Linked DNA regions of Mus musculus: region 2 is linked to region 1. The links are chromatin contacts, called in public promoter capture Hi-C maps. All regions are on one chromosome and are shown on one strand. The core of a region is the stretch at or near the end of the contact, and the rest is flanking DNA. Distances in the headings are between cores, read along the strand shown.

The links. Capture Hi-C pulls out chosen DNA fragments and counts their contacts.
Region 2: a promoter capture Hi-C map of pancreatic islet shows a contact between it and region 1. The contact joins the promoter of Fgfr4 here to the promoter of Lman2 in region 1. A contact is called at or near these places in 6 of 115 datasets of contacts at active chromatin or transcription factors (bone marrow-derived macrophages, embryonic stem cells and extraembryonic endoderm stem cells) and 2 of 9 other capture datasets (liver and pancreatic islet).

What each region holds. Positions count from the first base shown.
Region 1 is chr13:55,361,177-55,367,743 of GRCm38.p6, forward strand. It overlaps Lman2 (lectin, mannose-binding 2), which reads right to left and starts at 1,607. Exons shown (of 8, transcript NM_025828.3): 1 at 1,212-1,607; 2 at 945-1,063. The coding sequence starts at 1,413.
Region 2 is chr13:55,150,270-55,154,837 of GRCm38.p6, forward strand. It overlaps Fgfr4 (fibroblast growth factor receptor 4), which reads left to right and starts at 2,549. Exons shown (of 18, transcript NM_008011.2): 1 at 2,549-2,658.

The sequences.
Region 1 (6,567 bases), core at 357-2,856:
GCAAAATCAACCAGAAGGGCCAAGAGAATACAGTGATGGAGAAAACTAGGCCACTGCTGACAGTAGAGGGAGAAGGGAGGGTTAGACCAAGCAGGCTAGAGAGAAGCAGGTTTCTTTTCAAGCCATGGCCTATCCCTAAATCACTTCTTTTCTCCCCTTGGACAACCTACACTCCTTGGTGTAGACATTGCACAACACTGTTACCACACCAAGGCAATAACATCTCTGGCTCCCTGCTCTCTAAAGGCAAAGGCCACAGCCAGTAAGTTCAGTGTAGATATAGCTAACAAGACTCTCAACCTAGCACAGAGAAAGGTAACTAGGACTGTTAAATATCTTGAAGGGGGGTTCTCCCATTGCTAACCAGGAGGCATCGGGTGTATCAAGGGAATTGATAAGAGTGGAGATCAGAAAGATCAGTTGAAATACTGTTTATTCTATTCGGTGGCTATATACTACCTCAGCATAAAGTCACGAAATCTATTCATTCCAAACACCTTGTTTGAGAACTAAATCTGGTAAGGTTTGGCAAGGTCAGTACCCTACACACAGTAAAATAGGCCGTAAGGATAAAGTTTCGCCCTTCCCTCGATTAAGTGGGTTCGATTTAGTCTGACAACTCCACTCATTTCTTGTTCTATGACTTCAGGGATGTTCAACTCTGCACCTTGGCTTCTTGCTTCGTAAGCCATCAAAAAAGCAGACATCATTACTTACCTTGTGTGATTTCTGAAGAAAGAGGTGAAAGTGTTTTAAGAGTCACGCACACTTTCTGACATACAGTAACTATACAAGTCGCTCTGAACGATCTGTGCGACCAGGACAGAAAAATCGGCAGGACAAGAAAAAAAAGGAGCACGTGTATCTACTAAGCTTGGTTGCTGACGAGGCAGGGACTACTGTGTCAGTGAACGGTCATGTTCAGCCTCTTGGGAGAGCCTCACCTGGTGGTTCCAGATCGAGCCCTCTTTGCTGCGCTCGTCCGGGGTCAGGCGCACGTACTGGCTCGTCAGCATCGTGCTGCCTTGGAAGTCCCAGAGCGGCATGGAACTGGAACCGACCCCTGTGGGCAGAGACGGACGTGGACAGGTGCTCAGAGGGCCGCGCCAGAAATCTACTGCGCTGCGCTGCTCTGCTCGACAGAACGGGCCATGCCCTCCTCCATCCCACTTCGGCCCGCGTCCTCACCCTCAGCTACAGGCCTCCCTCACCTTGGTAGGGCTTGATGAGCGAGTGCTCCCGCTTGAGGTGTTCGCTGTTGCCGTCGGTGATATCCGCAGCCACCGGCCCCAGCAACAGAAGCAAATGTAGAAATGTCGTGGGGCTCGGGCCGGGGCCAGGAAGCCCAGGCCTCCCTGGGCACCGCTGACCCCAGCCCCAGCCCCAGCGCCAAAGCCAGGCCTCGGCCGCCATTCTCCTTGTTCTCTCGGCCACTTCCGCCCTAAGACTTCCGCCTTCCGGGTGTCTTTTCTAATGGTCTCCGGCCGGAAGCCCTCCAAACTAGGATCACAGGAGAGTTAAGAAGGAAAGCCTCGCCGCCAGCGGGATGGCAGCCTTATTGGCTGGCCAGCCTCCTATCCCAGTAGAGCGCGGCTCCATAACTTTGGAGGTTCCTGGTCGCCTGACAGCCGGCCACGGCCGAGGGTTCTCATGAGCGACAAGGGGATCCAACCAATCATGGAGCAGCACGTTAGGCTTGCAGGCCAACGAAATGCAGAGGTCTCTCCTGGGACGGGGGAAAGCGAGCAGCGTCGTCGAAGCGGAGCATGCTGGAACTTGTAGTTTCGCGGTCTGCTTGTGCAAGCCGAGCACCCTGCTCAGTCCTAAGCTTCTGAAAAGATGGTGACTTTGAAGTGACCTTTCCAGTACAGTGGGAAAGCCTCACTGGAGTGACTCGGTGGGTGGGGCAAATCCTTTAGGCCACCTCAAGCTAGTACCACGCCTCTGGAGACTTAAAAGAGGCCAGTTATTTGAGGACCTCCTCTACCCCGCAATGACTCCAGCAGTCAGATAGAAGCAGGAGGAGCAGATCAGATTCTGACCTGGAACCTCAGGGAACGCCGGAAGACATCTGACTCCAAAAAGTATCAGTTCTTGTTGACACACCAAGTGTGTGTGGAAGGACCCAGGACAACTGGCTCCGGATAGTTGAACACTGTGGTCTCTAGCCCAGATACCATTCTATTGTACCTATTAATCTACTTAGGAAAAAGTTTAGTTGCCAGTACTATTTTTATTTTTTTTTAAAAAAAAAAAAGGAGCTTAAATTTACCTTAGAAATCCTGATTTCAGGGGCTGCAGAGATGGCCCAAGGATTAGGCGTACTTACTGCACCAGGCTGGCCTTGAACTCACAAAGATCTACTCGCCTCTCCTTTCTAAGCACTGGAATTAAAGACATGTGCTATTTATGCATGCCTTCCAATATACTTTAAATCATCTCTAGATTACATGTAACACTTAACAAATTGTATGTAATAGTGATGTTGATAGGAAACCCCAAAAAAGTTTGTGTTCAGTAAAAAGTGTGCTGGCTAGTTTTGTTTTGGTTTTGATTTTGGTTTTTTGAGACAGGGTTTCTCTGTATAGCCCTGTCTATCCTGGAACTCACTCGACAGACCAGGCTGGCCTCAAACTCAGAAATCTGCCTGCCTCTGCCTCCCAAGTGTTGGGATTAAAGGTGTGCACTATCACCGCCCAGCAGAAGTGTGCTGGCTAGTTTTATGTCAACGTTTCACAAGCTAGAAAGGAAGGAACATTTGAGTTGAGAAAATGCCTCCATAAGATCTGGCTATAGGGCTGGAGAGATGGCTCAATGGTTAAGCGCACTAACTGCTCTTCCAGAGATCCTGAGTTCAATTCCCAGCAACCACATGGTGGCTCACAACCATCTGTAATGAGATCTGATGCCCTCTTCTGGTGTGTCTAAAGACAGTGTTAGTGTCCTCATATAAATTAAATAAATAAATCTTTAAAAAAAGATCTGGCTATAGGACATTTCCTTAATTAGTGATTGATGCTGCAGTAAGGTCCACTCCATGGTGGGTTGTGCAATCTCTGGGCTGGTAGTCCTGGGTTCTATTAAAAAACAAGCTGAGCAAACCAGTAAACAGCACCCTTCAACAGTCTCTGTATCAGCTCCTGCCTCCTCCAAGTTCCTGTCCTGTTTGAGTTCCTGTCCTGACTTTCTTTAGTGATGAACAGCCAGTGATGTAGAACTGTAACCCAAATAAACCCAATCCTCTCAAAGTTGTTTTTGGTTACAGCAATAGTAACCCTATTTAAGACAAGAAACAGGGCTGGTGAGATGGCTCGGTGGTTAAGAGCACTGACTGCTCTTCTGAAGGTTCTGAGTTCAAATCCCAGCAACCACATGGTGGCTCACAACCATCCGTAACAAGATCTGACACCCTCTTCTGGAGTGTCTGAAGACAGCTACAATGTACTCACATATAATTAAAAAAAAAAAAAGACAAGAAACATTTTTTTCTGAATATCTCTCATCTATGATTAGTTGAAACCACAGATCTAGATCCTGTTGATATGAGGGTTATGTTTATAGATATATATTGTGTGCATGTGTGTGCACATAAATATATAGAAAGAGAACATACCTGTACAACAAAGGCCTCCCTGCTTCTTGTCTCCTAACGAGCACCCTCTTCAGAGATTTCCCTGCACCCGTACACGCATTGCACTAAACTTCACTTGAGGGCTGAGCTTGTCAGGTACAGTCCCAGCTGAGTCCCAACAATGTAGAGAAGCACACCTGGGAACTAATTAGCTGGTGAAAGTATATTTGTTCTAGAACCTGTCATTGGGTGGTGGAGAAGAAGGAGGAGTTCATCCAGGGTTTGTCTGCAGAGGCAGCAGAGCTAGGGTGTGAACTGAAAAAGAAGCACAATGGAACAGACGAGGAGTTTGTGGTATCTGAGCATCGTAGCGTATTCCTGCAATCCTTGGGAAGCAGAAGCAGGAGGGTCAGGAATGCAGTCATCCTCGGGTACATAAGGATCTTGAGACTACCCGAGGGCTGTGGGAGACTCCGTCTCAATCAAACAAGCAACACTGTGGAATTGGGAAGCGTGGTGGATAGGTGGTATAATGGTTGCTCTTCACAGCCAACTTGACTGGGTTTACAGTGACCTTTGAGACAGATCGCTGGGCATGTCTGTGAGGTGTCAGTGAATATGGAAGGCTTATTCCAAGTGCTGGAGTCCTGGACTGAAGAAAAAGGACAAAGCAAGCTATGCAAACAGCACTCATGTCTGTCTGCTTCCTGTCCACAGAAGACAGGTGAGCAGGGTGCCACATAAGAAGATGGACAGACAGTGCGCTGTCCTCTGATCCATCAAACGGGAGCCATGAGCAGCATTCATATAATAGTCATGAGGACCAAAGCAAATCTTGTTAGGAGAGGACCTTGTATACCGTAATGCACCCCATGAAATCTGAATGCAGCCTGGGTCCATGGCACAGCAGATAAGCAGACTGGGGGCAGGTCACATAAGCACTCTCGCAGGCATGCTATTCACTCATTTATTCTAGGGCTGGGCAGTGTCTTAGTTGGGGTTTTACTACTGCGAAAAGACACCATGACCAAGGCAACTTTTTTTTAAATTGAACTAATTTTTTATTATATTCAACACAATATATATTTTATACCAATCATAAAAATGATGGGGGCTGGAGAGATGGCTCAGCGGTTAAGAGTACTGACTGCTCTTCCAGAGGTCCTGAGTTCAATTCCTAGCAACCACATGGTGGCTCACAATCATGGTGGCGCTAGGGAATGAATTGTAGGCACAATTATTTGGATACAGATTTCCTGCTACAGTCAAAGCTATTTGACTTGAGTGATTGTCATCATTCTCAGCGTGCAGGAAACAGGTTACAGTCATTTAAGAAATGGTGTGTGGGCCGAGCAGTGGTGGTGCATGCCTTTAATTCCAGCACTTGGGAGGCAGAGGCAGGCAGATTTCTGAGTTTGAGGCCGGCCTGCTCTACAGAGTGAGTTCCAGGATAGACAGGGCTATACAGAGAAACCCTGTCTCAAAAAACCGGAAAAAAACAAACAAACAAGAAATGGTGTGTGTATTAAGATGGTCTATTCATGAAGTCACTCATCAACTGTTTCAATGAACAATGGTTCTACTTGGAGGGTGGCACGGACATTAGGTGAGGGTAAGATTCTGGTTCATTGGCTGTGATGATTTTGAAAAGCATTCATCTCAGGAAAAGAGTAACTTATAAGGTCCTCTTCTTCAAAATTGATACAATAATTATAAATATCAAACAAAATATTCAGTCTCACTCTTTGTTGTTCTCTTACAAGCCACCTTCCAAATTAATTTTTCACGCTTCTTTTGGCTGTATAAATAATTTTGAAATATGGAAACTGTTCTGAAAACCATAGTATAGTGTGAAAACATCAAATAAACAATCCTACTAATAGAGAGACTGAGATGGGGGAAGCATGATTTCAAGACCATCATGCGGTACACAGCAAGACACTGTCACATACAATCAAGCAGAAAGTGTATATGGATTGTACAATATTGGACCTATTTCTCCAGTTACCAAATTAGAGAGAACACTGGTTGATAGCCCACAAATTTCTAATTCCTCATATTTTTGAAAATTAATAGGAAGTAACAATCACTTTCCTTAATATCTCTTAATATGAAAATTAATATTACCAACATATCCTAATCCATTGAAATTCAAAAACTGACAGTAAAGTATCCAGAAAGAGATAAATAAACTACAGTGACACACCTACTCCAGCAAGGCCACACCCTGAGCCAAGCATATACAAACCATCACAGGCATCAAACCCAGTGTTTTACACATCTCTCCCGAAGCCCAAGCCTCCTCTCTAGCTTCATGAGCACTTTAGTAGCCCAGACTGGCAATCTTGACAATCCTACTGCCTCAGCCTCCTGAGTGCTGGGATTGTAGGAATGAACTGCTGTAGATGAGCAGTTGTTTGTTTGCTTGCTTGCTTGTTTGAGACAAGGTCACTTGTAGCCTAACTAGCCTAAGTTGGCTATGTAACAAATACCCTCTATTGTTGTGATTACAGTCATGCATCATCATACTTTAGTTTTCTGCAGTGCTGGGGAACCGAACCTAGGGCTTCATACATGTTAGGCAAGCACTCTACCAAATGAACTACATCCCCAGTCCATATGAGCCTTAATAAGATCATCTTTGCTACTCTTCAGCCCCTAAAGCAACCCCAACCTTACACAATTCAAATTCCTCCCTATGTGTGTGTGTGTGGGGGGGGGCAGGAACAAAGTATCCAGAAAGAGATAAATAAACTACAGTTGTGGTCGCTGCTATATAACAGATGGACTCTGGTATGGACACTGGTACCACGGTCACCTCTGAGGGCTCTTTGAATCATCCAAAGCCGGTGATCCAGATTGATGGATGTCGCACCCCCATGCACCAGAGCATAGACCCTGCTTCTCTCCTCTTGTGGCTCCAAGATCCTCTAGGGTCTTACCATCTTCTATATCCAGCCAGGGCACCCGTCCTTAGGCTATTAAGCCTGATGGTC
Region 2 (4,568 bases), core at 1,299-3,798, 210 kb before region 1:
AGTCTGAGGGCCTTGGGAACCTTGGAAGACAGTGGGGTTACAGGAAGTTCTTAGTTAATTAGCAAGGGCTCAGGATACACCTCAGGATTGGAATGAAATCTGTGTTGTAGGGTCTAGCTCCTGTTGTCAGCTCATCAAGGACCCCAAGAACTGAATTTAATAAGTGGAGTCCGTGGAGGACCGGGAGAAGAGAGGTCCTGGCATTCTGAGGTGAGCTCTCTGCAAAGCAGGTCCTCCAGCTAGACACCTCCTTCCTCCTGGACACTTTTGAGGGGCTAGACTGTTGACTGGTGGATCACGTGGATCATGCTAGACTTTTTTTTTCTCTCCCCGGACCCTGAGTGTATACATGCACGCATGTGTGTGTGTGTGTGTGTGCATGCATGTGTTTGGCACCCATATGGTGACTCACAACCATCCATAACTCTAGTTCCAGTGGATCCAAGATCTTCGGGTTTCCAAACCATCACTGCATGCAGTACGTGCACACAGCCATACGTGCACACAGAATAATGAAATTAAAGTGTAAATAAGGTTAAAAGTCAAGATATGAATAGAGGAAGGGAGAATTGGTTTAGAGCATGCTGTTTCTTCCAAGAGTCCACACTGATGGTTCATGGTAACACACGCAAGCACACTCATGCACACAATAGATTTTTTTTTTTTTTTTTTGGTTTTTCGACAGGGTTTCTCTGTATAGCCCTGGCTGTCCTGGAACTCACTTTGTAAACCAGGCTGGCCTCGAACTCAGAAATCTGCCTGACTCTGCCTCCCGAGTGCTGGGATTAAAGGCGTGTGCCACCATGCCCCACTGATTTTTTTTTTTTTTTTGAAGGAAAGGAAGCTGCTGCTTCCCAGGCAGGCTCTCATCCCTGAGTGATAGCTAGGAGCTCTGCAGATGGCCTGAGTTGAGCTTTTTTTTTTTCCAAAACGCTTCATAGAGGCAAACATCTTGGGACTTCAGGTGAAATTTGGCCTGGCTGACTTCATAGCTAAGCTACAGTCCATTCGATTGACAGAAGTGCTGGTAGATGAGATACACCTGAGCCAGGTGGGGGTGGAGCTCTCTGGAGGCACCTGCTGTGTGCCAGGCACTTGAGATACAAAAGTGAAGTCCACTGACTCAGTTCCTGGCTTCCGGGAGCTTAGTGGTCGGTCCCCAGCTGATTACATGAATAACAACTATGCAGTTACAGCCTGCCAAGTGCGAAGAAGAAAGAATGGCTGTTAGTGCTCACAGGTCAGATATGAACATGTGAATTCTCCTTCCAGCAAGTCTCTTCAGCAGCCTACTATCATTTACTGATTTGCTGAGGAGCAAACAAAGACAGAGACAAGGCTGATAGACAGTACTGAGATTCAGGGCTCATTCTTTTCTCCATCCTAACAAAGGGGACTTGGCAAATCCCCAGGGATGTCCTGGGGCCTTGAACGGAGACCAAAGTGCCAGACCAATAGAGAGCAGGTTAGACTAGGAACAGGGGATGGGTGAGCAAAGACCCAGGGATAGGATGGGGAGCAACACAGGAGGAGGAGGTCTGTACATGTGGACCAGACCACCATGTCATCACAACACTATCTATGTAAAAACCAGAGGAAGTATTCTTTTAAAGCATTATTTATTTTATGTATGTGAGTCCACTGTAGCTGCTCTCAGACACAGCAGAAGAAGGCATCGGATCCCATTACAGATGGTTGTGAGCCACCATGTGGTTGCTGGGAATTGAACTCAGGACCTCTGGAAGAGCAGTCAGGGCGGGGCAGTGGTGGCACACGCCTTTAATCCCAGCACTTGGGAAGCAGAGGCAGGCAAACTTCTGAGTTTAAGGCCAGCCTGGTCTACAAAGTGAGTTCCAGGACAGCCAGGGCTATACAGAGAAACCCTGTCTTGAAAAAACAAAAACAAAAACAAAAACCCCAAACAAACAAAAAGAAACAACAAAAAAACTTTTTAGAGTGAAAATTTAAACTTTTAAAAATAAAAGCACAACTTTTTACAAATTAAAGTTTAAAGTTTTTTCCTCTCTCTCTTTCTCTCTCTCTCTCTCTCCCTCCCTCCCCCCCCCCTCTTTTCCGAGACTGTGTTTCTCTGTATAGCTCTGGCTGTTCTAGAACTCACTCTGTAGACCAGGCTGGCCTCGAACTCAGAAACCCACCTGCCTCTGCCTCCCCAGTGCGCCGCCGCCACCCCGACCGACCGAGATATATTTTAAATATCCTCTGAAGGTCGCTCAGGCCAAGGAGAGGTCAGGTCTCTCTGATGTTCTGTGATTTCACGGAAAACCAGAGAGCCTGGTGAGTGCCAAATTGAGGAAGAGCAAAGGATAGAGCAAGGTAGCAAGTTAGACCTTGCAGGTTGGACGTGGGGCCCCGGAACGACTGAGACTGGGCGATCCAGTCCCAACGGGGAGCTCCCGCACTAGGGTACCGGGCTGACATTTGCCGGGTCTCGGACCACGCCTCTCAGATCAGAAGTGGTCCAGGAGGGGCGGAGTCCGAGGTGGGCGGGGCAGGAGGGGGCAGCCCCCCGCCACGCTGCAGTTGCAGGGACATTCCTGGCTCTTCGGCCCGGGGCGGAGGAGCTCCGGGCGGGTGAGTGTGCCAGCCCTGCCGGGATCGTGACCCGCGCGCGCGGGAGCCGGGCGGCGGAGGAGCCAGGTGAGCCGGGCCCCTGCGCCGGGAGCGGAGCCCTCTAGCTCTGGGCCAGTTGGGCCACACACCGTACTCCCGGCCGCCGTGGGGACAGCGGCCGTGGAGCTCCCGAGCTGCCCCCTCTGTCCCGGGGACCTTGGCGCCCGCGCGGCGGGAGTGGTTGGGTGGAGGGGGCGGTAAATCAGTAACCCGCAGCGCACACAGGGCCTTTTGTCCCCCTCCGTTCAAAGAGCACCCTGGTCACCGCTCTGGTTACTTATTGCCCACCGGGGCGGGGGCGATGGGCCAGCTGTCTATGCAACTCCGCACGGGGACCGCTGACGTGCACCTCCCTCCAAGAGCGACGGGGTGGGGGCATTAAAGTAAGAGCACTGTCGCCCCTGGCAAAAAAAAAAAAAGTAATGCTCGCAGTCGCTTGCACAGAGTACCTCATCGCGTGAGTGCAGGAGGGTGAACAACTTAGCGCTCTCTGATGACAGTCCCAAGTGCTAGCGATCCTAAGGGGCCAGCCTTGGTGACCAGACTAAGAATTCTGTGGTTGTGAGTTCAGGGTAACCTGTGAGTGGGAATAAAACCTCCCCGGACCTGTCCGCCCCAACCCAAGCTGGAGATGAAGCATGGCCCTCTCTGCTTTGCAGGGTGTGGTAGGAGTCTTTTGCAGATGGGCCGAGCAAACTAGGGGGTAGGGGACAGATCAAGGTTTTAAGGCAATAGAGGAACACGGAGGTACAGGCAAGGGAGCAAACATGTCGGCGTTTAGAATTTACTGAAGGGACAGACTGTGGGAGTTACAAGGTTGACACTGGCATTTAAAATGAAGCGTAGAAAAGCTGGGCCCAGCACATGGGCCTTGATGGGTAGTACTAGCCAGGCTGAGGCAGGAGCCTCACCATTTGTAGACCTGCTTGGTTTGCAGAGTGAGTTTCAATGCCAGTCTTCCTGGTCAACTTTAGTGAGAACTTGTCTCAAAATAATAGAAAAAGAAACAGGAGGGTCCTGCAGTTAACCCTTAGGGGCTTGTAATCTGGGTGACAGGGAGAAAAAACAAAATCAAAACAAAAAAACTAGTGGGCAGTGAAGAACCAAGGTTTGCCAAGATACCAAGCGAGAAATGACCATGACCTAGTCTCTGTGGGGCAGGGGAGCTGAGAGACATTGAGGTCAGTAGACTGATTAGGCCTGAGTCTTCCTCAGCAGTGGGCTGAGAAAAACCCTCGGCAGGGTTCCCAGTTTGGTAAAGTATGGAATGCATCTTCTAAGAATCATGCTGTTTTCTTCAACTGTCACTCACTAACATTGGCCTGATACGGAGATTAGCATGGCCCCTGTGCAAAGATGGCGCGCACACTCACAAGAGCAGGGCCCCAAAGAAAAAGAACACTGATCCAAAGATGCTGGTGACACCTGGCTGTTATCCAGGACTAGGTAACAGCCTGTGCGTCCCTGGGACTCCACTGGTTCCCTGGTCAAGTTAAGGCTTAGGTCTGAGTCTTCCTTTTGTGAAACAGATGCTCCACTACAGCATGTGGACAAGTCTGTGTATCAGACTTAAACTCCATATCAGAAGCAGAGACTGAGTCATGTCAGACAAACGGTGCCGGTGCACACTCAGTATGGGGACTGGGAGAATGTCTCACCGATGCCCTGTGTGTGCCATCCCTCCATATATGGTCCCTTTTTGTCCCTGAAGCAACCCTATGATGATAACAATTCAGAAAGGGACAAAGGTAGGTAGGTCTTGGCAGGAATCAGGATTTGAATTTGTCGCTACCAGACATGTAAAACCTGTGCCAATTACAGAGCCAGCTAGACAGGAAGCTCAATGGCAGAGGCTTTGCTTAGCATGCAAGGAGGTCCTGGGTTCAACCCACAACTCTGAAAAACAATAAACAAAGCCAAACAAGCTCCTACGCTGT